Regions from separate parts of the Gossypium hirsutum genome. Here region 1 is linked to region 2. Evidence: chromatin contacts called from public Hi-C data. All regions are on one chromosome and are shown on one strand. The core of a region is the stretch at or near the end of the contact, and the rest is flanking DNA. Distances in the headings are between cores, read along the strand shown. Region 1 has its middle 23 kb from the start of LOC107945096. Region 2 holds the start of LOC107945094 (protein ALTERED PHOSPHATE STARVATION RESPONSE 1).

Region 1 (2,700 bases), core at 29-2,528, 49 kb after region 2:
CCTATATGAACTCAATTTTTATATATCCCTAAAATTTTATATTTTATTCAATTTAGTCTCTGAACTCGGGATAGTCATAATTTTAATTCCTAGATTCAAATTAAAATACGATTTCATATAGTCTCATCAAGGACCTTATACTTTCTATTTCTAACATAATTCATGGCAAGTTTCACATTTATTCCCTAATGTAACAAAGTTAATAAACAAGTTCAATTAACTTTACAATATAGTCCTTTTCATAAACTAAGCTTAAAATTTATCAATTTCAAGCCTAATTCTTAAATAAATCAACAATGGAAACTTTCTAAAACTTTAACAGTTTTACAAATTGGTATATAGACTAGCTAAATCAAGCTCCCATGACCTCAAATCTATAAAACTTACAAGAAAAAGACTTAAATTTCATACCTAAATATTGGCTGAATGTCAAGCCTGTTTCTCTAGGTTTTTCACACCTCAATGGACGACAAAGAGATGAAATGGTAGAAGAAGATGACTTTTCAGCCACTAATTTAACTTATATGGTTTAATTAATGTTTAATTAACATAAACATGGTTGAATTAATTTAATCTAACTTTAATCATTCTCACTGCATTTTGACATCACCGTCCACTAAATTCAACTTTAAAATGGTTTAATTACCATGTTAGACCTTTTGCTAATTACAATTTAAGTCCTCAAGCCTTTTGTTAATTAGAAATCTATAACGGTTAGACTTTTACAATTTAGTTTTTAGGCCTTAATTAACTATTAATTTGATAAAATTGTTGGATCAATCTTTAATATTTACAGATTTAATTTACGAAAATAGGATTTCAAAACCGTATTTTTTAGTACTACTGAAAATCGGGTCGTTACAAAAATGTTCATCCAGAGCCATCTCCTCATTGATCTTGGGTTTTTTTTTTCTTGAACTTAAACTCGGATTTGGATTTTTTTTTTCGGTTCATCTTACAAATGGAACGGTAGCAGTAGCTTCTTCTCATCAATCCATCTTTCATCGATCAGATTTTTAAAATGATCTCTCTAACCCCACAGCCATGAAACCCTAAGTTTCTTTCTTTTCTTTTCCTTTTTTGTTATTAAATCGTGGGATGGTTTTCTGTTCAAGATATCTAATGGGTTTTTTAATTTAAAAACGTTTTTCTTTTATTGTTTGCCTTAGAAAAGAAAAAAATGGTAAAACTGTTTCAAAGTCCCTTGAGTTGACTTGTCATTTTTTCTACATAAATTCAGCATGTGGCGTGAAAAGAGTGGTCCACGTGCCCTAACATGTCAGACATAATACCGTTGAAATCAGGTACCAGATAAAAAGAAGGGAGAAAAGTACAGGGAGCACATTGAACATTTGAAAACTATTAGTACCACATTGAAAATTATGGTAAAGTACAGGGGGCAAATATGGAATTATCCCATAACAAAATCTGTGATACGCCAATACAGAGTAAATTTAAATGTTCCGATGTTATGGACTTATAGATCATGTTCGAAGACACCGATTGGAATTAGTTAATTACGGAAAAGATTTTGAATTAATTCGATAAAAATCAGTTTTAAAATGTTACTTTTATTAAAAAAATATAAAATTTAAATTCAATATTATTATTTAAATATTTGATTAAATTAATCGTGATTCATCAATTAAATTTCAACTAAGTTGTGAAATAATTAAAATTTTATTTTTAGAAAATAAAGTGTTTATGTTTTTTATATTGCTATATAAATCTAGAAAAATATACATATGATAGAGAACCTACATTATTTTTTAGATTCTTTTTATCTAAATTGTGAGTATAACATAATCTAATATGTTTTTTAATTTGGTTGGTTTGAAATCCGATCGGATTTTTTTATTATTCGATTCAAACAAGTGAATCCATTTGAGAAAAGAAAAGGGAAAACCTTTGAATTTGGTACATTTTTTAGCCTGCCATAAAAGGATTGCAAGGTTTGAATATACAGTCATAGGAAATTGAACGTGTAATTGATTTAAGATGGCAAAAGCAGCAGCAGAAAAAATGCATTTAAATGGTGATTCACGAGATCAAACCAATAAGGTGAGTCCCCTTAATTTGACAATCTTATAAAAGATTACAAACTTTCCTTTTTGGTTTTATTTCACTATGATTTCAAAATATAACTCAGATTTTAATTCTAAAAAATAAAACTTGTATTTTCAATTAATTTTTAGTTTTTTTTTTAAATTGAGTTTAAAAGTATTAGGGTAAACTATATAAATGGTCACCGAACTATATTCGCATTCCTATTTTGGTTACTCAACTTTAAAATTTTTCGATTTAGGCACTAATGTTTGAATTCATTCCTATTTTGGTCACCACCGTTGAATTGATAATAGAAAGTCTTTTTCTACCTAGTATAATAACAATTTAATCCTTAATACTTATATATTCTATCAATTTTATCCTAATTTTAAATAATTCAATAAATTTAACCATTCACATTTACAAATTCAATCAATTTGATTCTCAAACTTCCTAACTAGATCTTTCAACTTTTAAAACAAAGGCATTCCGCATCTATAAATTTGTAAAACCCAAAAAGAAAAAAAAACACTTCTCCAATAAAACGAATGGTAAGAGACTCTATACTGGTATCAAAGTAACCCAATAAAACTTTTTTTTTCCTAATTTACAATACTCAAAACTTAAATTTTTATTGGGTTACTTTGATATTTA
Region 2 (2,700 bases), core at 199-2,698:
GTGTCTGATAAAGCGAAGCCTCTGCCTCACTAGCAGCAACTTTCCCATCCTCATCTTTAACTGGGGGCTTGGAATAACCACCGATATCAACAAATTTCTGGTCTCCATGCACTTCTTTAACTACTTCATGTTGATAATCCTCATCTTCCAACTCAGGGATCCCTTCCTCTTCTCTAACTTCTCTTGAATTCCTAGCCGGTGTAAACGGAGGATAATAGCTTTCATAGCTCTCGAAAGGGTTCAAGAAATCCCAAGCTGAAGCTCTCGGAGGCGAAGGTGGAGGCGGTGGTGGTTTCGAGGATGACCCCGCCGCCGGTTGCAGTGAAGACTCATAACCAGGCGCCGAATAAGAAGAATAATTACTAAAACCACCGTAATTGGGGTAACCTTGATAAGGGTATGAACTAGAACTAGGATTATTGTTACTCATATAAGAGTGAGGATAATAAGAAGAAGATGAAGATTCACCCATATAAACAGTCTCCGGATTCATAGGCCTTTGTTCATAAACAATCGACGGTGTTGGTTGCTTCCTCATAAAATTCATATGCATAAAGCCGCCGGGAAAAGACCCAGATTCAAGAGGTCCATAATTAGGATAGTTTGGGTGCATATACTCTATATGACCCCCACCATCGTCGTGCAAAGGCGAAGAATGGTCTGAATGGTGCAAAGAGCCGCCGGAGTCATCTTCATCCGAATCGGAATGGAAGTGAAGATGAGAACCAGAATTGGAATGGGAATGGTGATGACCCTTCTTGGGAGAACTTGGGCCAACGGCAATTGGATCAACGGCTTTGCTTTTAAGTTTATTGGGCGACGGAGGAGAAGGAGGTAGCGCCCCTGAAGAAGTTCCAAAATCATGCCCCACGAAATTATTCAAAGACTGACCAATTGACTTCAAAGACGCAGTGTAAGCAACATGAGCTTCGGCTAGAGCAAAACGCTGTCGAATCGCTTCGTCTAAAAAGGCACATCTTTCCCGGCAAAGAGCAACTGCCGGAAGATCATCTAACTTTGAACTAGAACATCCCATAATAACCCCTCCTAATAATTGAAGAAAAAAGGAAGTGGTTTTTAGATGAAGAAAACAGAAAACATGTTAAGAGTGAATGTTGGTGGGGAAAATTTTAGGGTAGGAGAAAGGAAGGAAGAGAATGAAGGAATCTTTGCCAGCACGAAGTGTGTCGTCGTGTTGTAGCAGAAAGTAGAAAGAAGAGAGAGAAACAACTCTTCTCCAACACCAACGCTAACAGTGCTTTTGCTTTGTGCGTTCGGTGGTAGTATTAGAAATTAAATTTCAATAAAAAAATTTTAACTTTTTAGAACACTGTAAGTAAATTTCATTTGGTTCTAAAAAGAAAAGGGGGTTTTCTATTTTTGAGAGCTGAGAGAAAGGGAAAGAAAAACTGAGAAATGTTGTTTGGTTTGACAGAAACTTTGACGCCTCCTATCGCTTTGAAATCATGACGTTATTCCTTTTAACACCTTTACTCTTCCATAAATACCCTTTTTATTTTTTAAAAATAATAAATGTACAACCATCATTATTTAATAGGTTAAAATCCCTCGTTCTTTAAAATTTTAGAATTATTTTTATTTTTAAGAATTTAATTAGTTTATTTTTTAATTTTTTAATTTTTTAATTTAAATTTATATTATAGTATACTTAAAATATAAAATGTTAATGGGTCGATTAATGAGGTTCGCCGCTCATCCCTTCATGAACTCCTCCACCTAAAAATGTTTCTTATTTTTCATGATCTTAGATAATATTATATATATCCAATATAGTCAAGAAAACGTACTAAACAATTTGATTTTCTTTTAAAAACACATTCAAAGAATTGATTTTGCTTTAAGAAAACAGACATTCAAAGAATTGACAAATTTTTTTTAAACTAAGAATTGACAATAGATGGTTAATATTTGAGAAAAATCCATATTCTATCTTGATTTTGTCTTCAGAAAATGTGATCAACATTTGGTTAAAACGGTAGCTAGATAATAATAAAAAACATAGGATTTGGCGACTCTAGCATATCTATATAAGGCGCTATGTAGGGCAACTTGAGAATCGATTAACAAAATAAATAATTGTTGTCTGCTTCCACAAACATTAGCATGGTTACGGGTGTCGTGGTTAACATCCATCCATTCTCAATCGTAAGAGTTCCCTCCTAATAGAAGGTAAAAATATAATAGTATATAATATCTTAAAATGTATTCAATTATCTATATTTATAATTCTATATTTCATTGAACCTTTTAATAAATTTAGGGTCACTTGGATCATACATATTATATAGACAAGAAATCAATCAACGAGTCAGTGAAAAGTTGTGTTGATGATGTATTTACATTCAATATAATCCATTATTCTTGTTAAATAATGTAATTCATTATTCTTGTTAAGGAATGTACTAGTATTTGTATATCTTTGATGTGTTATATGGATGCCATACCTAGACAACGCGGTGTTTGTGATTATACCCAGGACAACTTTCAAGCAATATGCATTCTTCAAGACATGGATGCCTATCATTTGTGTCTACATTGGAGTAATAGCACCCTGACAGGTTGAAATGACAATTTGGGTCCGTGCAAGATATTCTAGACGATAGTCATCCATATATAGTGATCTAGTTATGCTCTGATCTCAAACGCAAATCTAAAGGCTAATAGTCATCCATATTTTAA

The links. A called contact is a pair of places that touch in the nucleus more often than the background predicts.
Region 1: a Hi-C map of leaf shows a contact between it and region 2, with 4 times the contacts expected there. The contact joins the enhancer-like site here to the promoter of LOC107945094 in region 2. A contact is called at or near these places in 19 of 34 Hi-C or Micro-C datasets (anther, callus, cotyledon and 4 more).

What each region holds. Positions count from the first base shown.
Region 1 is chrD12:5,674,068-5,676,767 of Gossypium_hirsutum_v2.1, forward strand. No RefSeq gene overlaps it. Among protein-coding and RNA genes, the nearest start is that of LOC107945096, 23 kb to the right of the region's middle. Within about 2 kb of position 1,279, at least 1 of the 9 cell types and tissues checked has an H3K27ac peak or open chromatin away from gene starts, as enhancers often do. A contact at or near this core is called in leaf, where this site is marked.
Region 2 is chrD12:5,625,189-5,627,888 of Gossypium_hirsutum_v2.1, forward strand. LOC107945094 (protein ALTERED PHOSPHATE STARVATION RESPONSE 1) reads right to left here and starts at 1,449. Exons shown (of 7, transcript XR_005922265.1): 1 at 1-1,449.